4 separate regions of the Mus musculus genome follow, and all the other regions are linked to region 2. The links are chromatin contacts, called in public HiCAR-type and promoter capture Hi-C maps. All regions are on one chromosome and are shown on one strand. Each heading gives the region's core, a stretch centred on a gene start, on an enhancer-like site or on the middle of the called end of the contact. The rest is flanking DNA. Distances are from core to core; before and after follow the strand shown. Region 1 holds the start of Mgst1 (microsomal glutathione S-transferase 1). Region 2 holds the start of Plekha5 (pleckstrin homology domain containing, family A member 5). Region 3 holds the start of Abcc9 (ATP-binding cassette, sub-family C (CFTR/MRP), member 9). Region 4 holds the start of Lmo3 (LIM domain only 3).

Region 1 (6,331 bases), core at 944-3,443, 2.3 Mb before region 2:
CCCCCTGTTTAATGCATGTAAAGTTTCACTGAGAAAAGTGTTTCTCTCAAGCAAGTGGCCATAACAAGCAGGAAAGGTAGAAGGTAAAGCAGGTGTACATGCTAGAGAATGACCATCCCTCTGCATGCTTTATCTGCCACAAAAACACACACATGCACACACACATGTACACACACAGACACAGACACACACAGACACACACAGGCACACACAGACACACACAGGCACACACACACACACACACACACACACACACACACACACACACTGTTTTTCTAGTTACCAGAGGACTATTTGTCTTAAAGTTTGGAGGGAGTTTCTCTGAGAGATTTTTTCCCCCCTTAGGGTTAAAAGGGTGATAAGGAGAAAGGTTAAAAATTGGAATCCTTTTTACTCAAACTAAGACAAGCTAAACAATAATACTTATCCTTTTCAGTCATCTAAAGCACACCGAGGATGCAAGAGGAAGGGAAAAGCTGTGCTTGCACCCACAACGCTGGGGTATAGCCCCCCTTTAGCTTTAAACTTCATCATCAAACCAAGTATCTTGCATTCACTAAAGTGTTTGCTGAATTAAATCTATTACAAGCAAATGCTCATATTATACTAAAGACAGCAACAGATCTTTCTGCTATATGCACACGTAAAATCACATTTACCAGATGGTCAATAATTAGTAGGGCGTTACAGCAGAAACCCTTTATGTATTGATTAACTAGCCGATAGTTTGGACAAAGTTCAATGAGATCATTAGATGACTGAGATGCTCTTTGTAAAAGTGTGCCCTTGTTTTCCCACTGGCTTTCCGAAGATAAGAGTTAAGAATTTTTGTGCACCTTTCTGTGTAATCTTGCCTTCAGGATTTGTGCTGTCTTCCTTGGTGTAAATGAAGAGCTCTTTAAGTCCTTGCAGTACTAACCGCTCTCAAGGAAATTCAGAAAGCTCTGCTCCACTGCACTCAGTGTTCTGGTGTGGCCCCAGAGAGGAACTGAACAATGTTTTCAACTGAAATGAAAAGGTCGACCAAACACTCTTTTCAGATGTTCTACCAATCATGCCTTTAAAGAAACCATCTTCAGGACTGACTGACTTCAGCTTGGGTCAGCACATTGCTTCTTAATTCCTTTTAGTTTTTGGAAGGGATATAAAATAGAACTGTCTACTGAATCTTGAAAGTCAGAATCAGAGTGGGTCCTGGTGAGAAAAATCTTAGCCCTTGGGGGCTGAGGCAGGAATGGTCATAAGTTTGTGTACAGACTAGTGTGTACCACGCGTTCCAGACAGGGCTAAGTAACAAAATCCTCTCTAAAACGACAAATAAAACCAAACCAAAGAGGCACCCAGCTAAAACTCAGAAAATTAAGTGGTTCATACTGAAGAAGGAGGAGGAAGAAGACGAAGAGGAGGAAAATGAAGAAATAAAAAAGAGAATAATCGTGTAAAAGAAAGGAAGGAATAGAAAGAAAGGAAGAAAGAAAGAGAGAGAGAGAGGGAAGGAGGACAGGAGGGAGGAGGACAGAAGGGAGGGAGGGAGGGAGGGAGGGAAGAAAAGAAAAGAAAGGAAAAGAAAAGAAAAGAAAAGAAAAGAAAAGAAAAGGAAAGAAAAGAAAAGAAAAGAGAAAGACTGATTGATTCTCAGAGCAATGTGGGGCACAGGTGTAAACTGGTAAAGTTCCCGAGTGAAATGTTGCAGATGGGAACTTATCAACCTTAGAGCTCTCAGAGCTGGAGCTTGGCCATTACTGTGGGGCTCTGTGATGTGCAATAGCTTTGATGTTGCCCTAACGACCCTGCCCCCTTGCAACACTTTCCTAAGTCACTGTGAAACAAGTTAGTTGCCTAACAGACTCATAATTTCGCAGGTTTCACTTTGCACCCTGAAGGTATTCACAGCAATAGAGCCCCTCCCCCGAGATTTACATTTCCTTAAAACATTTTCTTTTTAGGTTTTCCAAATTCAACACTAAGGTCTTTTTGTTTCCAGCGACATAAAAGTTAGCAACCCCTTCCTTGCTTCCCTTCTTCCGGAGCCGGAACAGAACTGCCAAGATCCTTAGCAGAGAAAGACCCTCACCAGCCACAGCAGTTTCGGGGCGATTCAGGGGTGGGATTTGGCAAGCTCCGAAGGCGGGGCTTGGCACGGTCAGGAGGCGGGGTGATTAATAGAAAAATAGCCTGAAAAAGGGCGGTGCCAGCGCGGGTCCTGTTGGTGAAAAGTCCCAGAAGTGCACAGGCTCGGCAGGACAACTTGCAGCCCTTCTCCCTGGATTCAGGTGGGTGCTGCGCACGGCCACGGTGCTGCTCCCAGGCTAGGAGTGGGTGGGTGCAAGGGGCCGGTGGGTGGCAGGTGTAAGGCTAGAGAGTGGCTGTGCCTGTTTGAAAAGCCTTTGTTCCCTTTAGTTGTTTAAATGACCACCCCCCGCCCCCATTTTTGTGGCCCGCTCTAAATGAGAATTGTGCTTTTCTGTTCCTGCATTAAGTTTTCCTTTCTCAAACTCCAAGAAGAAACTTGGGAGCACGAGTCTTTTCATGTTTAAGAGATGGTTTTCTTATTTCTTATTTTCAAGCCCAAGTAGCATTCCCTTTGAAAGGGTCTCTTGATCTTGAGGGGAGGGGAAAAAAAATACATGCAAGTTGTAACAAGATGAGAAGTCACTGCGGTTTCAGCAACTTCTGTCCTTTCCCAGGGAGTAAAACCCTACAGTGTCCCGGGTGACTTGGACATGCAGGCCTTTCAACTTGTTGAAAAGTTGTTTGCTTTTCTAGATTCTCCTGTGGTAGGCAAGAGAAATCTCTACAAGTCTTTACACTGGTACTTTTGATATCATATGACTTACAGACTTAGCAGAGCAGCAGAGCGTGCTCTGTTGTGACTGTAGCCTGATGACCAAAGACCTGAGGGCGCAGCCCTTGGGCAGCTACTCCCCAGAGCCGCCCTCCCCTGTGGCCACTGTAGTCTGGCCCCACTGAGGCTGTAGGGAAGGTGCCTGGGACTCTGATCATGTGTGTATTTCTGTTCTTCCTCTGTTGCAGCCCTCTTTTCTGTCCTCACAACAAATGTGTTTGCTGCTTTCGATCCATTGAAAATTGAAGAGTCATGGCCTTGTGGCTGTGTGCCCAGATTTTCCAAGTTTCACAATACTGATGCAGATAGGGCAAACAGTTTTGAGAAGAAAAGAACTTTGCTTTTTCTTGGCTGAGGGCCCATGAGGAGAAAGAGGAGTATTTCTCAACTGCAGATAGCACTGGGGCAAAATATGACAACAGGAGTTACAGGAGAAGCTTCCAGGAAATGAGAAAACAGCACCCCACAATTCCTAGAATGGAATTGTGAGTCCAGGAACTATACAGGTCGGCGATGACAGGGCTCCAGAGACAGGCAGGTGGGGTCTCCAGTCTCCATTGTACCACCTGGCCTTATTTATACCCTACTCAAGCTTCTTTCCTTCAAAGTAGAAGAAAATGGTTTCTGTGTCGGAGTCTTTCATCCCAAGCTGTTTTCAGTCAACTGGTGGGCATCCCTTTGCTCTCTCCTGACAGGCATCCTGGGTAGGTGAAGAGACCCTTGTGTGATGGTGATTGTCCCGGGAGAGGGAGGGCCTAGGGCTTAGAGGGTGGACTAGCAGGCCAGGCACTGAGCTACAAACACTTTGGAAAACAGAACCCCACTGTTTTAGGATCTTGAGAGAAAGGTTTAGCCATCAGAACCTGAGACTTGACACTTGGCCACTTTTGTTATCCGCAGCTTCCGGCTGCGATGAGGTCATAGCAAACTGTAGGTAGTACCCTCTACTGCTGCATCTTCTACAGGCCTCAAGTTCTGGTCCCCTTAGGGTTGAGGGTAAGAGGCTCATCAGCCTTGGCAGGGTTGATGTTCTAGCTCCTGGGCTTGGAGTAGGGAGTCTAGACATTGAGCAACTCTGGAGTTTCTGAGTTCAGCATCGGAGTTTCTACCTTTGGCTCTTATTGTCTTTCTCACCTCTATTTTACCTCCTTTCTGCCCCAGTTGCCCCTAGCACCCCTCCGCTGTCCTTCCATGGCTTTTGTCCTGCTGCCTTGGGACTCAGTGTTCTTCCTTGGCTTCTCAGGCAGGTCGCTATGCTAGTGATGAACAGCACATGAAGTCAAGAAACTGGATGTGAGGATGTAGGCTTGGAACCCTAGCCCTTGAGAGGCTGGGGTAGGCATGCAGTGAGTTTGAGGCTAATCTGGGCTACATTGTGAGACTCGATCTCAAACGATCACATGTACACACTCAATATATAGACGATAAAAGGTTCTCAAGGGAAGGCTTTTGATGCTGCCATGCCAGGAAGCAGCGTAGAAGGTGCCTCTATGTTGGCTTACAGAGTAATCCAGAGAGAGTAGGTTGGCGCAGATCATAGCAGGCATTCATGAGTGAAGGGAAGGGCTGTGTTCTCACCCACCGTGGCACGGCCCCTCATACACGGGATAAGCTGCATTTGCACCAATCACAGCAGTCCACCACATGCAAAGAGAGAACTGCTCAGCAGCTAAGCTCCCAATTGGACTCCCCTCTCACTTGTGGAAAAGGTTTTGAGGTTTCCAGGATTCGCCCAGCTTGTGATGACTAAACATCTGGTGCAGCCATGGCTGGGACGAGGCCTTCAGGAGCCAGGGATGTGCATTGGAAGCAAGCAGCTGTGGTACTGTGTTGCCTACTTGAGGTGTCCATAAGGTACTCAGATGCTGGCGTGACAGTACTCCATCTGGGTGACTGACTGATGCTCTTGGGCATCAGTCATGTGCTGTGGGCAGCCTGGGAAGGGACTCAGATCACCCTGTCCACCCACACATTTGCTGACACACAAGAAAATAAATATCAGAAGGAGTGCTTACAGTAGGGGCTTACTTAAATTAATAATGATGTTAATAGTCTTTATCAGTGTTTCAATATGCTTAACCCCTTAATATCCCTTAAGGGAGAGGGGGGCCACTCACTTGTCTTACAGGGAGGTCTGGTATAACAAGCCTTTTGCAAACCTTTATCTGATTAGAACACTGCTACAGCAGGAGCACCTTTATCCAGCACTCACCCGGCACTAGCGATTATTAAAGTCCTTCATAGTCACTTAGTGCATAAAAAACAATATCCTCTGAGGTAGGACTGTCCAGTATCATTTTTTAGCGTGTGGTGGTATATACTGTAAGCTGAACTTCAGAGGTTGAGGCAGGAGGGTCAGGAGTACAGGGCCAGCAGGGGCTACATGCTGCATAGGAAAACTTGTTTTACAGGTATGGTAGCTCAGTTAATTTGTAAGTGGTCTGTTGAAATCTGCCTGGACTCCAGGCTGCTTCTAGAGTCTGTGTGAACTCTGTTCTTTCAGGGCACAGCCAACTCCACACCAAGGGAGTGGGCGAGATGCCAGTCGAGATAAGGATCCTGGAAGGGATAGATGATTACAGGAAAATCCATCCTTGTAAATATGTGTCCCATGTAACTTATGGTCAAATACCCTGTATTCCCAATTTTTCTCCTCCTCCTCCTTTTTCCTCTTCCTTTCCCTCCCTCCCTCCCTCCCTTCCTCCCTCCCTCCCTCCCTCCCTCCCTCCCTTCTCCCCCCGCCCATCTTCCTACCTACTTATCTACCTATCTTGGACACGTCCCTAACAGCAAGCTTTCAGTGAGTTTGTTTTTTTCATTACACAGCCTTGCCGTTGCCGTTATTCTGGTTTCAATTAGGCGTAGCAGGCTCACGGCAAGGAGAAAAGATCCAGAACGGTATTCCCTGCCTTTATGTGGTCAGGTCTGCCTATTTCTCCGTGGTCTTATCCTTACTCCCCATGATATGGTTCCCCTATACCTGGGAAGTGGAAGATTTCTGAGAGAGGAGGCTCATGGGCCCGTGGTGTAGACAGAATAGGGACTTGGTGCTGGCTGGTCTCCCAGAGTCACAGGCCTGAGAAGTTAGTCCCCATCCCTGGAAACCAAGTAACCCCACAGTATCAGCTTCAGGAGTAAGGTTTGCAGATGCAGAAACCCCTCATTGCCTTTTCTTTCCAAACGCTGACACCTCTGCATTTCACCACTGACTGTTCTGGAAGGTTCCTGATTTTTCTCTCCTTCTCTACCACTGATTTCCATCATGCTGAATGAAACCCCCCACCCCCACCCCCACCCCAACCTTGCTGGACTTTCTGTTCCAGCACTAATAAAGTTTTGTTCTGGAAATAATCACAGAGGCTTTTATTATGAAGGTTATTAAATAGCAGAATTTTCTACTTCATAAACTTTGTGAGTTTTTTCTTTTCTTTTTTTTTAAAAATTAAAGTCCTTGTTGTATTTCTTCAGATCTCTGTTCAGAGGCAA
Region 2 (5,956 bases), core at 2,177-4,676:
CCCTGGCCGACATGAAATTAAACATTTAAATAGTGCTGAAAAAGGGGGGGGGGGAGCAGGGGCTAGAGAGATGGCTCAGTGCTTAAGAGCACTGGGACTCAATTCCCAGCACCCACAAGGCAGCTCACAATGTTTTAAACTCTGATTTCGGGGCATCTGACACCCTCTTCTGGCCTCAGTGGGTACTGTGTGCACAAAGTGACTTAAAAAGTTTCTAAAGGGAAGCAAATGAATTTGCAGGGTTTTATATATTATTTATCTAGTGGTGGGGGGAGGGGGTTGTCAGGGGGTTTGAGGTGAGGCTTCTCGCCTTCCACCCTGTGCATGTGAGGAGGAAACTCAGGCCTATAGAGGCTTGGCCACAAGCTCCTTTGCCAACCGAGCCAACTCACGAGGATCTGTTGGTTTCTAAGATGTCACCTTGATGTCTTTCCTTTCAACTATTTTAGGAAGCAATCTTGGGTTTGGACTTTTCTCCCCCACCCCCGTGCTGTGTTCTTGTGCTCTGAGAGCTGTGAGTTCTTTAGATCAAGGATTGTCCTCTGTGAATGGGGAGGGTCATTTTTTTTTTTCCAGGGATTGATATATATATGGGGAGAGTGGCTGTCAGAGTGCATGTGGAGGTTGGAGGACAGCCGTGAGGAGTCGGTTGTCCCCTCCCATCACGTGGGTCCCTATGATCTCACTCGGGCCCTTTCCTTGGGACTCCTAAGCCTCCTCTCCTTCTGAGGAAGTGACAGTCACAGGATGATTCTTCTCAAAAGACAGAATCAGGAAAGAAGAAATCAAATTGTCTCACAGGCTGGAAATATATAAAACAGACAATAAAAAGCAGACATTGGATATGAGTTTAGGTGTGACTCAGTTCTGCAGAGGTTTAAGGTGATAAAAGGATACGTTATTGGGTAATAACTCCATTGAGGGGTTGAGGCATCAGGAAGAAAATTAAACTCTGACGAGCCCAAGGCCGACTCAAGGTTGGGGAGAGTCAGCAATAGGGAAGGCATGATCAAACAGACCCAATAAACAGTGTGTCCCTAAGGAATGGGCATTTCAAGGAGATTTTAAGAAAATAAAAATTTTTACCCATTAATGACGAGACATTATTTAGAGCATTCAACATTGTAATGTACGAAGCCACTTTCACTGGCTCTGGAGGTCATATGGGCTGTTATTTACCCCAATCAAAACCTGTCTTGCTTTGTATACACATCATTAACTCTTTTATTTGCTGTTTTCCCTAAACTCCAGGACATCGGGAATTATTCTTAAGAGTCTAGATTACACAGGGAGCAGTGGTGCACACCGTTAGATCCAGCATTCTGGAGGCAGAAGCAGGCAAATCTCCGATTTAGAGGCTAGCCTGGTCAACAGAGCAAGTTCCAGGACAGCCTGGGCTATACAGTGAGATCCTGTCTCAACAAACAAACAAACAAAACAAAACGAAACAACGAAACAAACGAAAAGATTCTAGATTACTATTTGAGTACTGCAAATGTTTTTCTTTTCTTCCTTCTCTCTCTCTCTCTTGTCTCTGTCTCTCTTTCTACCTCCCCAAACCCCAAGCATAGAATGTGCACTCTACAGTTGAACTACATCCATAGCCTTTGGTTGCGATTTTGAAAGATACATAAGTTAATCTATATTGACTTTTGAGATGTGCTTTCTGTGAACACATCTTGTAGTATCCAAAGATCCAGAGCTAAATAGAAGCCGAGCACAGCACACAGTCAACGTATAGACTTCTCGGTGGTATGCAAACATCCAAATCCCTCAGCAGGACTACCAAGCACTAGATTCATAAGCTATTGTGGCATTTGGGAGACTTTTAAGTTTGTAATGATAACAGAGAGTCAACAGCTCTTCTTATACTTGCTGTGCTGTGCCAGTGACCACTGATGCTAATGTGGGACATTTCCTGCCAGCTATTCATTGATTAAAAAAAAAAAAAAGTCATATTTTCCAGAGACTGGGTAGGAGATAAGATGTCAAAAAGTAATAAGGACTGAAATGAGGGAGCAGAATACAAACGAACCCAAAAGAGAAAACATTACAGCGATGGTATTTTTTTTTCCTCCTGTATATGCAGATGGACAGGAAAATTATAGCAGTAATTGCAGTCTCCGTTTCACCAGAGACGTATGGCCTTGGGGAATCAGGAGATAGGAGGAAAAGCCAATGAAAATGCACGCTCATCAGGAGCTTTGGCCAAGGGCATTCACCCTCCCTGTGCCTTGGTTTCCTTAAAGGTTGAAAAGCATCATTTACTTATTTCAGTTACTTGGGAAGATGAATGAGAGAATGCCTCAGAAGCATCCAAACTGGTCAGGGAAAAAAAAAAAAAAGGTGCTTCGAGAATGCCAAGTTGTACTGTTATTATTGAACTGTGTTTCCTCTGGGATGAGTCATTTGCTGCAAAGCCATGGAGACAATTCCAAGAGTGATGATGAAGGACCAGGGGCAGTAAGGAGCAAGCATAGCGCTCTTTACTGGTGCAAGGGAGGTCTTACTAGCAGTGAACCCTTCCTTTGTTCAAAGGACAAGGGGGCCGGGGGTGCCAAGGCATTAAAAATACTATACAGCAACGTATTCATTCGAGTAGACTCTTGGAAATCTATAGGCGATTTGAATTCAGACTTTGCCATTTTTCACCATAACCCTGGGCACAATCACCTTTGTTCCTTTACGTTTCTTTGCCCCTCTCAGTGAAACGGAGACAATCATAGTTCGAAGGGATTTAAATGTCCACCACCCCAAGGACTCCGTAAAGTTAAGTTGCCCTTGTAATAAATGAGAGAGATTGGGAGCCTAGAAATTCACGTTGATAATCAAGTGCATCTTTTTTAAGAAAGGAAAAGGCAAGTTTTTATTTTCTAAACTATTATATGGCTCAGAAGCTTAGAAAGGAAAAAAAAAAAACCACCAGTAACAAAAAGACCTTAAGTCTGAATCAGTCCCATTTCAGTGGTCCGAGCTCACTCGCGGACCCTCCTTTATTTGGCACGCCACACACCAGAAAAGCCTTTCCCAAAAGCAGTTTTCCATTTCAACGCCCGGCGTCTCCCAGAGAAGCCCCGGGCTAGGCAGGCAGTAGCTGATTCAAAACCTCACAGGTTCGGAGCCCAGCCCTCCGGGCGGGCGCCGGCGGGACCCGACCCCGGAACCTTCGCGCGGCGCGGGCGGGGCACGGGGGAGGGCTTTGGCGGGGGCGCGGCGCCGCTTCGCCCAGCCTCCGAGCGAGCGAGCGAGCGAGCGCAGCGCGGGCCGGCGGCCGGCCGCGGAGGATGCCGAGGGGCGGCGACGCAGGCCGGACTCAGCCGGGGCGGCGGGGAGGGCGCCGCCCGAGGGGGTAGGGCGGCCGCGGGGGCGCGCTCGGGCCGGGCCGCGCGCCCTGCGCTCCTTTCGCTCGCTCGCTCGCTCGCTCGCTCGCGCCCTCCTTCCTCAGCGGCGGCGGCAGCACAAGGCGGCGGCGGCGGCGGCCGGGGAGCAGACATGGCGGCCGACCTGAACCTGGAGTGGATCTGCTCGCTGCCGCGCTCCTGGACGTACGGGATCACTAGGGGCGGCCGCGTCTTCTTCATCAAGTGAGCGGGCGGGGGAGGCGCCGCCGGGCGGCTGGGGGGAGCGGTGGGAGCGAGCGGGCCGGGGGCCCCCGTGGGTCGCCCCTCGCGCCGCTCAGCGCCTGTCCCTTCTCTTCCCTGCAGCGAGGAGGCCAAGAGCACCACCTGGCTACACCCGGTCACCGGCGAGGCCGTGGTCACCGGGCACCGGCGGCAGAGCACAGGTAGGGCCGGCCGGGGCTGCGGCTCCGGGCCACCTGGCGGGGTTGGAGGGGCTCCGGGCTCCGCGCGACTGAGTCCCGGGGCGCCTATTCTTCTCCGCCTTTTCATCAGCGCTTGGAGACGGCGCCCTCTTCCTGGCGCCCTGGTCCCCATCCTTTCCCGGACGCCCCCCGAGGATGGGCGACGCCCCTCTACCCCGGATCGCCCCCGTCTCCGCCTCCAGCACCCTTTAGGAAGTCCTCACCCGCTCCCCTTTGCTCCCCGCATCCCAGCACCCCTGCGGTGAGACGGTCCCGCATCCTCGCCCTGCTCCCCAGAGAACTGCTTTCTGCCAAGCAGCTTCCTCCTCCACCACCTCCTACTTCTCCTAAGTGGGACTGTGGGTAGGTGACTGATGGAAGAGTTAGGGGTGCTGCGGTGCCCCCCCACCATGTGATCCAAACACCGGTGAGTCCCCTCCTGCTACCCGAGTAGCCGCTGGAGTTAGGACGCTGGAGCGGGCGCCGCAGCCAGTGATCCCGGCTCAAAAGTCCCCGGTAGCCGCAGCCAAGCTCCACGTACCACCAGCAGGCGGTGGGCGAGCCAGGGCGGTCCCGCGTGGGGGGCCTTCGGGCCCCAGTTCCACGAGGAAATGCATCTCGGGTTGCTTTGATAGCTTTCTTGAATGTTTAGCATGAGTTGAGCTGGAGGAGGGCTTGTGGTGGTTTCAGTGCTGGTCTGGCTTTCTTTTGTCATTCTTTGTTTACATTCACCCAACTTGTTTGCCTGAAACGTAACGTGAGTTCTCATACTGGCCCGCCTCTATTCCGGGTGACTGCAAAGGCTTGAGAACAGTTGGGTCGAAGGTGAGGCCCAGTTCTGTCTCTCCCTCTGGGTACTTTTCTCGCCAGCTCCGAGGTTCTGAGGATCTCCTATTAAAGTTGCCAGAAGGGTGAACAAACCTGCCTTTTCTGCTAAACGCTGGAGTTCAGTGAAGTGACTAATAATGTGTCCAAATTTGCACAAGTGTGGAGGAGGAAAGGGAAGGCTGCTGTAGCAGGCATGATGAGGTTACATTTTTAGGGCATTTCTGACTAATAAACCGTCATGTTTCCTAACTCTCTGCACTCTTTAGCTTCAGCCTGTTTACTGTACGCATTTGCAACTTTGATAGCCTCGTTACCCTTGTGGATATGGGCACGTTTATTTCATGGAAGACAATATAGGGTTAAAAGAATTTAGCCCAAATGTTTTATGGCATTATCTCAGGCCTATTTTGATTACGTATGACACGAATGTCTTCGAATTACCCTCACAGATTAAAAAATAGCAGTCACATGCCGGAAATATTTTATTCTATGATGTGATTTCGCATTTATCTATTTATTTATTCTTGTTTGATTTACTTTGCTTGGGCTCCCGTTCTGTGCACACATGTGTGCCTTTTCATTCTGGAGATGCTGTGATTAAATCCAAAGCTCTTGTCATCATAAGTGGCACATAAGTGGCCTGTGGCACATAAGTGGCACATAAAGATGCAGTCGCTCACTTGAAACCCCACCTCTCTTCAGGTCAAGTGTGTTGAAACTCGTGTGTAAGGATTCAGTCAGTTTTCCACTAATTGAAGGCTTGCGTTCCTTTCATGGTAGAAGAAACCTAAATGGATTCGAATTGAAAAATAGGGTTTTGAATAAACAAGATATACCTAAAAAGGCAAAATGCTGCCCATTTGGGGTTTGTGCAGTCAGTGATGGGTGTTTTACCAGGGCTCGAAGACTTTGCCTTTGGGATATCACAGCTGATCCTTTCCCACCCTGACCACTGTTAAAGGGAATAATTATGTTAGGTCATCTCAAATATTGCTGGAACTTTCCTGGTGGCTTTAAATTTGAATTGTCATCTTCCAAATTCCAAATAATGTTATATTGATTGACTAATGATCTTGCCAGCCAAGACTTTGGATCGACACATACTTAAATGAACATGGTGAAGACAGATAAGATGGGTTTAAGCTTATTTTGCAGTCTCACTGAAGTAATACTAATTGTAACATATGTTTTTTAGATTTGCCCACTGGCTGGGAAGAAGCATATACGTTCGAAGGTGCAAGATACTATATAAAGTGAGTGAATTTTGATTGCTTCCCTTGGTAATTCAAATGTTGTAATGAACCTGAAGTTGGATACTTCTGAGTC
Region 3 (6,204 bases), core at 3,525-6,024, 2.3 Mb after region 2:
TATTCTACAGCAAGTATATACAATCAAAACACGCAAAACAGCATTACCCTATCCCCACAAACCTACACATCAGCTTTTGGGGTGATTTCACCAGAAATGGCAGCTTTCGCACAGCAGAACCTCAGCCGCCAGAGAGACAGAAATATGAGGTGCTGTGCACAGGACACGTCATGACTCACCAATGAACAGTATTGGAAAGGTGATAAACAGCAGGAAGACATGTGGGACCAGGTTGAGTGCGTCCACAAAGCAGGGGTTTTGGAGAACACCATAATAGATGTTGTAGGAGGAGATGTTGTTCCCACAAAAAGAAAGGCTCATTTCTTCTTACTTGATTAACCTAAAATAGAGAAATGGCCATCTTAGTATTAAACTTTCCTAAAATGGTGGCTTTAGTTAAGGGGTGCATAGCTTAAATTTAATTCCCCTTACTTTTGTGGCTGGGGAAACAAAAAGCATGTCAAGTAACTTCAGGTTTTCCATAACATTCTAGGAAAACATTTTCCATGGTTTAAAAAAAAAAAAAAAAACAAAACAAAAACAAACAAACAAAAAAAAAAAAAAACCACTTGTGCAAAGTACTACCTCAGAGAAGCAAGTATCTGTCAAAGAAGAAAAATGGTCATGTGTACAAGGAAAAGAAGAACAGGAACAAAACTGTTTAAATGAAACGTTAAAATGATACAATAGGGAAGTGCATTATTTCCCCACGCTCATTCACACACCCAAAAGGATTCCCTAGTCATACCATGTGAACCGAAATGATGGAAACATCTCTCTTCCATTGCAAGGAAGAGTGAGAGAGAGGCACAAGGGACTATGATCAGTAGCTGCTTCTCTCTGAAGAATAATGATGTCAAGCAGTTAAGACACGTTGAATTCAGCTCCTGACAAGTTAAGGAAGACTCCTCAGGTCTCAGTCAGACATCTTGGGCCCTGTGCAATTCAATGGCTTCATTATAGACACAGAGTAGCTGGGCTGTCAGCAAGCTAATTTTAGAAAGGTTTATCATCTGCAAAGAAACTTAGTATCCTTTAATCTACCTCCCACCGCATTCTCCTCCTCCCTCCTTAGGGAAGAAACAATATATTTTCTCTTCTTTACTTTGTGTGTGTGTGTGTGTGCGCGCACACACACGCGAACTACAGCAGGCATATGGTACAGCAGGCATATGGAGGCCAGAGGTCAGCTTACAGGAGTCAGTTCTTTCCTTCCCCCATCTGGGTTACATGTTCAAACTCAGGTCATCAGGTCTTAGCAGCCACTGGCTCTACTTCCTGAGCCCTCCCACCAGACTTGATGTACAATGTACTTTCTTTGCATTATCTAAGCACCATGGTAAAGACTTTTCTATGGTACAGGCTTTACCACATTTATACATCTTTTCATCAGTTGATGCACATTTGAACCTTCTGGCTGTTATGAAAACACCACTAGAAATATTCCTAACTTCTGCAGAAGTTAGCTACCTGCTGAGTTGGAAACCAGAGTCCCAGTGAGAGAGCACAGACCCACTATGGCTTTGTTTTTTAGTAGATCTTTCTCTTGGGTATGCTGAAAAGACAGTAGAGCCTCAAAGCTATGCTCCATCAAAGAAAGACTCTAGGATCCCAACTTGCCTTTCATCCATCTAAAAGCCTTTGTGTGGAGTCTACTATTCAGTTGGCATCTGCTTCGTTCCCAGTAATATCAGAAGTCCTCAGAGCAAGCACATCACGGCAGTGATGCTTGGGGTATCTTACAGTACACTGCATTAAGCCTCAGGAAAACTCATTCATTTGTCAATCAGTAGACAACTTGGGATCCACACTCACAGGTCAGGTTTATAATCTGTGCTTTCCACTCTGTCCCTGCCCACCCACCTCCCTAGATAACTGATCTTAGCTATTCCTGTTAAAACAAATAGCAGTTTAAGAGTTTAACCTCACCAGACTTTCTTTTCCATATTTATGTTGGATTCTGGGTTAATTAAAAGTTAATATCACATCAACAAATAGTACCTTTCTTATTTTTCTTTTCGTTGATAATTAACTTAGTCATGGACATTATATTTTCCCTAAAAACAAGACAAATAATATGACACAGAGAACAGTACATAAATTGTTGGAAAAATCAAATTCCCCTCAAATGTTGTAGAAATCATTGCTTGAATATAATATAAGTAACTAGTTGGAAAGCTTGTATGGCTATAGCCCAAATGTTTGTATATAGTCTCTTACACAGATTATGTCTGATAAACCCATTTTTTATTAAGTCACTTATAGGCTCTCTAGTTGAGGTCTTTTTTTTATAAAATTATATTTTTAAAACAAATAGTTTAAAAAGATTTGACTATAGATTTGGTAAAACATTACCACTTCATAAAACTCATATGGGAGAAAGAATTGAATTTTTTTTAAATAATGACAAAATGGAAGCTATATGTTCATATATATACATTAGTAAATATTTTTGATAAAGATGGAAAACCAATCAAAAAATAACAGCCAGCAATGAGGCTTTTAAGACTAGTCCCTCATTTAGTGGAAATGACAAAATGAGACGTTAAGTCATTTACTTGCTTATTTGTCTGTCTGTCTGCACAGTGCAGCGCAGCGCAGGAGACCAAACCCAAGGCATCAAACATGCTGGGCCAATGCTCTGTCACTGAACGACATGTCCTGTCCCTAGCTCTATGATAGCATTCCACAAAAACATCTAGATTTTGTTCCCTCTGCTATGACCTCTGTGCCCTACCCTGCTTCCCACCCTCTCTGCTCCTTACACAGATGTCCATGTTTCCTTTTGACATCTCTTCTACTCACCCCTCTTGACCTTCAGATTCCTTTCTCTAAAGCCACTGTGCAGGAAGAAGGTTCTAATAGCCAGCTACATCAACAGCCAAAAGTAGGAAAAGAGGAAGTTTACTGCAGATACTATATTAGGTGTTGTGTCCATCAAAGATATTGAATCAAGATGGTGTGTGTGTGTGTGTGTGTGTGTGTGTGTGTGTGTGTGTGTGTGAACATCTGTGCATCTTGTTCTAGGATTTGAATCCAGATCCTCATGATGTCAGGCATTCACCCTACAAACCAAACTATACCCCAGCCTTCTAATAAATCCTTAAATTTCCAAACAGCGTCTGGTCTGTGGTTCCCTTCCAGAGCTCAGGCTGTTGTAAGCACTTGAGGAAGGCCATACACTGATGCTCTTGAGGGTCAGACTGTCACCTGCCATCCATTGCTGGTGCCCCTCCCCCTGTATCTGTTTAGGCTCAGTTTGTGCACGAAAGTGACAGCAACAAGGAGGAAAGGGACCATAGGGGAAAGCAGCCCATCTTCTCCCCACGAGCATAATCCCTCTGGAAGGCGGTCAAGTGCTTACAAGAGTCGTTGGGGATGGGGACTTGGAAGGAGCCAACTTCAAAACAGATCAAAAGTGAGACTTTGGCTGTGGGGTAGCCTGCAGGACAGAACACAGAGGGAAGAGGAGTCCTCTTGTTTCCTGCGGAGAATAGCAACAGCAGCGTGCTTGGCCCTGGCCCTGCACTGTGAGACGTTCCCCAGCCCCTGGTATGCATAAAACATGGTATCCGTTCAAAACTCTAGTAATGTATCTATCAACTCTTCTGATACTTCTACAGAGGAACAAAGGTTAACTGAAGTAATTCCAAAAACTGCTAAGATATTAAAAGATATCAGGAACTAAACGCTAGTTACTTTTGCCAGCCACTTAAGACTGAGTGAGAAGCAGCCACCTCCCTGCTCACCCGGCAGCGACTGTCAGTTGTGACCCCATTGACAGTGTCAGCCAAGCTCGGGCTCTGGACACATCTAAAGCAAACATGCACGGGATAGCTTTCCTTCTTGCATGTGGAACAACTCACCCCTGAGCTACTGAGCGCTTAGGCAAAGCATCCTGAATGAGAAGCTCACCTCTGAAAGGCACCTAAGGCAGCGACGACCCACCCACGACGTGCCCAGGATGTCCACCCTCCGCCAAAGCAAATGCTGCAATCGTTTCACTGAACTTGCTCAGTGGAGACCTCACAAAATGCGTAGATGTGTCTGGCTGTCTAACTAGCTGTCTGGCTGGTTCTATACAGATCCAAGTAGGAAATTTCCTAGCAAGAAAATGACCACGGACTTGATCCATTATCGAGTCTTAGTCCATGCGTTTACCCTCCAGGGGCTATGACGTTCTGTGACACAAGAAAGACAATGCTGGGGACCCCTGCGCAGATAAGATTGTTTTTAGACACTGTAACCAACGCGGAGCAAACAAGCAAACAATAAATAAATAAATAAATAAATAAATAAATAAATAAATAAATATACCTTGGCTTTGGCTCCAGGGCTTAGTCCCCCTACTGGTGCACTTGAGCTACCAACAGCCTGCCCACCGTCTGAAGATGTAAATTTCTCCTAAAGAGCAAAGAGTAACAAATTTAGTAGAGAAAAAGCTGCTGCGTGAATTGTAAAGGGGAATGGCTAACAAAGTCTCTCTCTATATATATATCAGTGACATCTTTCCCTGTTTCCAGCCGGTTTCGGCTCCAGCCGGCAGGATTGTGTAAGTCAAACTTTGGAAACCTGATCCCACCTTCTCGCCAGCAAGTCCCCTGAATCCTAGAAATAGCGAATGCCTTTACTGACGGAATACTAGATCAAAATCAACAGCTTACAGCCAGTGACTCCTCAGAGTGGTTGGGGATCTCTCTGTAGCAAGCCGAGGAGCTCACGCACTCCATGGGACGACAAGTTTTCCTCCCGGGTCAGCAGCCGGCGAGTGGATTATTTTTAGGGTGGTGGGAGGCCAGCTGCTGCCTCCTATCGCGTTTCTCCTCCGCTGCGCTGCGCTGTGGCCTGGGGCGGACACTGCCGCGCCCTGGCAGGAAACTGCAGGCACCCCAGACGCCTGAGGCGGGGACCCTCCCCATCCAGGACCCTCTTCACCCCCACCCTCCTTGCCCGGATCATCCCTACCTGGGACCCTCCATCACTCCGGCCATTCCCATTCAGGACCACCCTCCCCCAGACCCTCCACACCACTCCCCACTCCTCCGGAGCTGCTCCTACGGGTGAGCGCAGTGAAGATGTGCCAAACTCACGCCATATGTGGATCCCCCAAGACTCCACCAGAAAGCGGAACTTGCAAAAACCGACCCCCAGACCCTCAAAGAGGAGGCTTATCAGATATGAAAACATGGAAAGTATCAGCTCTGCAGGCAGCCTTAGCTTTAGCCACCAAAAAATGATTTAAAAGTGCCATCCATTCGCCCAGCTTCGCCCCCAGCAGGACTGAGAACTGAATAGTTCATTCTAGGCAAAACAAACTGCCACCAGGCATGCTTGTCTCACTTGGATGGGCAGGCACAGGGCAGAATCTTTCAGTGACCCGGGGAATTTGCCTGCTGGTCCAGACTAATGGACCAATGGCACTTGTCTGAGCACTCCAAAATTTGAGTTTGATTTCAAGTTTCAGCATCAACAGTATTTTTTATTTGTTCATTTGTTTCATCGCTTTCACAAACAGATATAATTAACTCTTAAAATAACAAAACTTGCTTAAAACAATATCTATTGAAGGCAGACTGTGGTTGGTGTTCTTCTGAAATGCCATCATTTGGGGGAAAGATGCAGGGAGTTCAAAGCAAGAAGCAGACACATAGCAGGTTAGAAGCCAGCTACACACACACACACACACACACACACACACACACACACACACACACACACACACACACACCCGCTTTTGATATAGATATGCATGTATATGTGACACTCCACAATAACTTTTCCTCTGGTGGTAAGGGGTGAATTTTAAATTAAAAAAAAATTTTTTTTGAGGGGGTGAAGGTTAGACACCCTGGCTTGGACTCAAACTCGCAGTAATCCTCCTGGCTCAGCTTCTAGATTGTTACGATTACAGATATGAGCCATGATCACACTGGGTAATTTTTGGCCTCAGTAACTCTTGAATAAACTCTCGAGATTCCCAAGGGCCAGTTTTGAGTCCTTTGCAGTAATCAGTGTTCGTAGCAACCGTCCTGATCAGATAAAGGCTCGTCAGCCTGGCGGGCTGGTGCCTTCGAGGTTCCTCATGCTGTCCCTAAAGTTGAACTCAGCACCCCATGGCCTCCTGGCCTCCAGAAGTTGCTGCTCAGAAGCTGACCCCAGCACAGCATGCCCCAGAGGAGATGAGAATGGAGTCACTTTCTGGGA
Region 4 (5,812 bases), core at 2,573-5,072, 2.0 Mb before region 2:
CTAAATGTTTGTTAAGGGTAACTATCCTAATTATCTAAGTTGTTTTTTTTTAAATACATCACTAAGCTAAAAGATTAAAAATTAATTCTTTTTGGTAGTAAGCTAAACACCATTATTTCCCATACTCATGATATTATTAAGTGTAGAGGGTCAGCTATCTTTATTCAAAATTCATTGTAACCAAGACAGCAGTTACCAACATTTGGCACAGAATTACTATCCTTGTCTTCACAAAGTGTTTTTGTTGTGTTGACATTTTAATTTAGCACTCAGAGGCCAATTAATAACTGAAACTCTTACATTCTGTTTGGCCTTGTGCATGAAAGGAGTCTGATATTTTTCTATACTATCCTCATATCTTCTTTTAGAGGCCATATCCCCCCTTTCTCTTGCAAATGGAATCTGTTCTATTCTATGCATTTAGGAAAAAAAAATGTAGGAAAACAACCACTTGGTAGTCACCACATTGCCAGGCACCTAAAAAGCAGAAAGCACTGAGCAGTCTCTGCTCTTGATCCAAAATAGGATGTCTGGGGAGAGTTATGTGTTCGTGGCTAAGAGACACTTCCCAAGTTGCTCATAGCCCATCAGCACCGGTAACTAGTTAGTCTTTAGATTGGCATGCAAATTGTTCTGAGGGAAATTCTTATTGCTTCTGAGACCCTGTCATTCTGAGTTATTTGACAGTTTAAGGGAAATCATAGTTGTTTTTTTTTTTTTATTTTATTTTAAAGACATAAATAATAGCCTGTGCAGTGTGCTGTGCAGAAATAAGTAGAACCATTTCATTTAAACTCTGGTGAGCTTTTAATTGCCTGGATTGCATTGTGAGAAGGCCTGCCGGTTGATTGCATCTATTATGTTCCCTTGTTCTGTGCCATTCATCCGCACAGTCTTAGCTTCAGTAGTTAACACAACAAAGTAACCACAACTCCACAACACATAGGAGCTTAAAAAATAACCAGAATAACGAAAGATGTGCAGTGCTCAGGCACTGTGGGCTTTTTTTTTAAAAAAAAAAAACATGTATGTATTATTTGGACTGATCACGCTGAATGAATGGAGAACATTCCTTCCCCTTTCAGAAGATTTACAGAGCACAATTTGGGAGCCGAGGAAGGGGGCTCCATCCAGAAGGGCTTTTGGAAGAGAGGATGCAAAAATTGGGTCCGCAGGTTTCGCAGCTGGGAGCAATGACATAGATTAAAAGAATTTGGCCAACACAGCCTTCCCACTGCCAAGAGTACCAAACAAAAGATTGTCTCTCCTCCTGCCCATCTTCCTCCCACTCACGCACCTCCCCCCAACCCCCTGTGCTCCCCCAACCCAGATTGCAAAACTGGATTGGGCCTAAAAGCTTGTTTCTCTCTGTTCACTGGCCCAGAGCACCCCTACAGGCTGCAGCCCCCTAAGGGGAAACAGTGTAAATATATGTCCCCAAATCTCTGGTACCGGAGCTGCTTAACTCTGTTCTGCCCCTTCAACTCCCAACCCCCTCCGCGTCCTTCCACCACCCTCCCCTTTTTGAGCAATGGAGCTGGAAACCAATTTGATTCCCTTTTTCTCCAATGCAGCTGCAAGGCTCAGAGATACTGACATTTCCCCACTCTTATCAGTTTAATTACAGTTACCATGGCAGCAAAGTGCTAGTGCTTGGCAAAGGCCAACAAGAGATTTGCAAGACTGGGTTCAATTTTGATGCAGCTCACATGCAAAATAAAAAAAAAAAAATAAGAAACATACATACACTCTAACAAAGAATCTCCTTGCGGAGTTTATGATCCAACCTTTTGTGGCTGTGTCTTTGCAGCCACGCAGGGGTGGTTTTGCAAAGAATGTACCAGGATTTTTGGCACCTAGCGAGATTAATTGGTCGAAAGCAGCAGTCTTTAAAAGCAGCAGCAACAATATTATTTCATATCTTCCTCAGGAGAAGAACGGGCAGTCTGTGGAGCTAGCCACGAGTGCCTAGCGGCCCGAGAAAGTGCCTCTGTGATAGAAGGTAACCTTACCAAAACTTTTCTCTTGTTTCTGCATGAGTTGACTGAGGCGTGCCTGAGTCGCTGCAGCTTCGCATGGAGCACCAAGCCCGGAGGCAGAGAGTAGAAAAGGGAATCACTCGGATCTGGGGCCCAAGCGTGGATCTGGTGAGCAGCATGCAGGGCCCAGGATCCACTATTGTGAAGCCACTTTGGGAGCTGGGGTCTAGTGGCTAGGGAGGCAGGCAGTGGGGGAAGGGACGAGGGAGCGTGTAAAATGATGGCGAATGACAAAGCCACATGCTTCCCTCACTCTGCCTGTAATCCTAAAATCCCAGCGGCCCCTTTTAGCTTCCTAGTAACAAATGGATTTGATTAAACCGTCACACGCAGTGTTAGCATAGCATATCGTGTTCGGTATGAAAAAGATCATAAATCTGACTTGTGTTTCATAACAGCAATCTGAGTAGCCCCGGTTAAAATGTGCTGAATCTCTCTCTCTCTCTCTCTCTCTCTCTCTCTCTCTCTCTCTCTCTCTCTCTCTCTCTCTCTCCCTGTTAAGATGCAGACACTTGGGTACAAGGAACCTATGTCCACTGAACACGACACAGTCACTTTTGCAACACACAGAAGCAGTGTTTTGATATTAAGGTTGCATTGGGAGAAGCAGGGGTGTAGACAAAAACAAGGTTGTAATTTCAACTCTTTCTTGGGGGTGGCAGGCATACATTTCATCAAGCAGGTGTAGAAAGGTCTGGGAAAATACCCAAGACTGATATCACTTCCCTTAGCCTGGTAGCAACACCCCGCCCCCAACCTTTGCAAACTGTCCCAACCCCTCTTCCAGAGTCAGGGTGTGCGAATGTTGCAGCTCCCAATGAACTTTGTCTATTATGCACTAGACTCCTACTTGAGATGTTGCGTCGCGCTGCAGCCGCGCGCTCCACTCTCTTCCTCCGGCATCCACGTCTTCCGCCCCACATCTATTTCATGTCTCATCACAAAAATAATGATGCCTCCCATGATTTAAACAGAACCAAACAAACACAAAACCCTCTCTGCAGACCTGCAGCCCGGTGAAAGTTGCAGTGGTGGTGGGGATGGTTCGGGTGCAGCTTTACTTTATGCCTTCTTGGGAGAGGATGGGGAAGAAGAAGAAAAAAAAGCCACCCAACATCCGCACACGCACGCGCGCACCAGCAGACATACACAGCACAAATAAGCCGACGCGTGAGTACACAACCCCTGACTTACCTTCTCAATTAAGCGATACAGGGGAGGGTGTTCAATGAGCCCAGCGGCTGCTTGGTAGCGCTTCTCCTTGGGAAAGGTCAAAAAGAAACATTGTTTGAAAAAAAAAAAGGAAAAAAAAAAACCGGGGGGTAGAATCTCTCTCTATATATTTTTTTAAGTTTAAAATAATGAGGTCCTCCAGGATCCGCCAAGTACCAGTGTGGACCGCATGCGAGCCACAGGTGTCCTTCTTTTAGGCAACTGCAGTCCGGGGGATGTCTCTCTTGGTCCTGGCTCCTGACAACTTACCCCAGCAGTGTGCGAGGAGCCCGAGCTGAAGGAAGCCCTGGCTCTCAGCCGCAAAATGCAATCCCTTCCCAGCCAGACATAATACAGCCCAAGAAAAGGTCACCCAGTTATTACAGCGCCTCGGAGCCCAGGCAGCGCCTGTCAGATCCACAGTGAAGGCAGCTCCCTTCCGATTTAAGAGTATTTACCTCTCGCCCCCACCCCTCCCTCTTCTCTCTCTTCCTTCTCTCCCTCCCTCTAGCTGGCTCCCTTGCTCGCTAGCTTGCTTGAGCTCTCTCTCTCTCTCTCTCTCTCTCTCTCTCTCTCTCTCTCTCTCTCTCTCTCTCTCTCTCTCTCTCGCTGTGTCTCTGCTGTCTGTTCCGCAGCTCAGTCAAGTACAGCCGCCCTCGGAAAGTGCAAAAGCAGCCACGAGACAGATCCAGGCTTTGTTGCTAATTTCCCAGGGTGAAAATTGACAAGCCTGGGAGTGCAGTCAGCACAACCCATTGCATATGCTACTGACAAACGCTGGGGACATCCCCTCCCACCCATGCCTATCACACAGAGAATGTGACCTCTGCAGGACTGGACTCTGGAAGGACCCTACCTCCAGGACTCGCCCACAAGAAGAACTGCAAAAGAGCTCCAAAGGAGAAGGGTAGGGCTTCCTAAAATAACGGGGGCATTTTGGAATAGGATGGGGACTATGAAAGCAAATTGCCCTCTAAATCTGTTACTGACAGTGCCAGTGGAGGAAGTTAAAATAAAAGCCAAGGAATCAAAGTGCTACCAGGGAACACTGGAAAACTGCACAGCCCTCCTTTTAGTAAATGTCTGGGGGTGTCTGCAGTTTCCAGGGCTATGAATTCTGTTTAGAAACTCTCTGAAGTCCCTGTGCAGAATGCCTTGTCATGTAAACTCAGGCCAGGCAGTGCCACACACCCTTTCCTCTCTCTCGAATGGCCCCAGGAGTCAGACTGTGAACTTGTACCCCATACCAGGTGCTGAACCCAAAGTGGCCACTGAAACACACTTACTACAGATAGGTGAATACTTGACTTTGAAACCTGCTTCAGTGTTAGTCCCCAGGAAGCTGAGCCAGACTTCCAGGACTAAGCCGGTCCCCTGGCCACTTGCCCACCTACACCCTGCCTTCATACACTTATTTTAAGGCCTGGGTACATCCTTTTATTTTTGCCTCTAAATTTTTCCCATTACTCTTAACCTCTTCCCTGCACTCCGATGCTCTATAGGTCACTGGTAGCTTTAAACCATCTCCTTTTTCTAAGTTTTTAAACTTCAGCTATCGCCCACTTTGGTGTCTCTATCAAGGTCCTCTCAGCATCTCTCACAAAGCCTTGTCAAAAGGTTAAGCTTAAAAATAGTGCCAGTTTGAATGACACTGGATGTGATGCTCTCAGTGCCAAGACAGGATCAATTGTTGAACTACCCACCCACCCCAAAAAAACACTACCCACAAAACACCCTTCAAACAATACAGAAAAACTTTGCTACTTCTGTAACATCAATTTTAATATCTATCTATCTATCTATCTATCTATCTATCTATCTATCCGATCTATCAAATTATATATATATATATATATACATATATATATATACACACACACACACACACACACACACACTAAAGCAGTCCCCCTTGAATATTTATGTTAAATTATGCTTCCCTATATCCAAAGTCCTGGCATAGCCGGTCTAATTTATTTTTTAATCCCAACCTTCAGAAGGCTCCTAAGAAAATAGTAGGTGGCTTGCTTTCTTCTCCCTTTCAAAGACAACAAAACTCAGAACTAACCTGAAAAATACCGAAATTCACAGACAGGAAGATTACTGAGAACCCCTTCAGCTGTTCAGTCTATAAGCAGACTTCTTAAGTTTTGGCTTTTCCTGGCCCTAGTACTCAGGCGTGCGCGCACGCACACACACACACACACACACACACACACACACACACACATCCACACAGCTCCCTGCTTGTCCTACCCCACCCTCCAGCCAGATCTACTCTGAAAACACTCTGGTGTGTGTGTATGTGTGTGTGTGTGTGTGTGTGTGTGTTGCCTGTTATCTTTAGCAGCCAATGTACTGAGAAGAAAAGAGGGAGGGAGGGAGAAGTATGTGTGGGGAAAGGGAGAAATAAAATCAAAACAAATGGCACAGCTAATGAGGACAATTAAATTAATTATGTTCAAGGAGGATGAGGTTTTTTTTCCCTCCAACTGTATGATCTGTTACCCCTCGCTGGCAACTGCTTCTCCGTAATTCATGGCAACTGATGAGTGCATCTA

Evidence for each region. Promoter capture Hi-C pulls out the DNA fragments that hold promoters and counts their contacts. HiCAR-type assays count read pairs that join an accessible place to other places.
Region 1: a contact with region 2 is called in a promoter capture Hi-C map of pre-B cells, with 2.2 times the contacts expected there. The contact joins the promoter of Mgst1 here to the promoter of Plekha5 in region 2. A contact is called at or near these places in 2 of 39 promoter capture datasets (hippocampal neurons and pre-B cells).
Region 3: a contact with region 2 is called in a promoter capture Hi-C map of pre-B cells, with 7 times the contacts expected there. The contact joins the promoter of Abcc9 here to the promoter of Plekha5 in region 2. A contact is called at or near these places in 2 of 39 promoter capture datasets (3T3-L1-derived adipocytes and pre-B cells) and 1 of 9 other capture datasets (adipose tissue).
Region 4: a contact with region 2 is called in a HiCAR-type map of astrocytes, with 2.3 times the contacts expected there. The contact joins the promoter of Lmo3 here to the promoter of Plekha5 in region 2. A contact is called at or near these places in 1 of 39 promoter capture datasets (hippocampal neurons) and 1 of 115 datasets of contacts at active chromatin or transcription factors (astrocytes).

The regions. Positions count from the first base shown.
Region 1 is chr6:138,138,334-138,144,664 of GRCm38.p6, forward strand. Mgst1 (microsomal glutathione S-transferase 1) reads left to right here and starts at 2,194. Exons shown (of 4, transcript NM_019946.5): 1 at 2,194-2,273.
Region 2 is chr6:140,420,673-140,426,628 of GRCm38.p6, forward strand. Plekha5 (pleckstrin homology domain containing, family A member 5) reads left to right here and starts at 3,427. Exons shown (of 31, transcript NM_144920.3): 1 at 3,427-3,584; 2 at 3,705-3,784; 3 at 5,826-5,883. The coding sequence starts at 3,493.
Region 3 is chr6:142,697,500-142,703,703 of GRCm38.p6, forward strand. It overlaps Abcc9 (ATP-binding cassette, sub-family C (CFTR/MRP), member 9), which reads right to left and starts at 4,775. Exons shown (of 40, transcript NM_011511.2): 1 at 4,665-4,775; 2 at 4,318-4,404; 3 at 180-340. The coding sequence starts at 321.
Region 4 is chr6:138,419,208-138,425,019 of GRCm38.p6, forward strand. Lmo3 (LIM domain only 3) reads right to left here and starts at 3,823. Exons shown (of 4, transcript NM_001356306.1): 1 at 3,234-3,823. It overlaps A830011K09Rik (RIKEN cDNA A830011K09 gene), which reads left to right and starts at 3,898. Exons shown (of 4, transcript NR_126073.1): 1 at 3,898-4,158.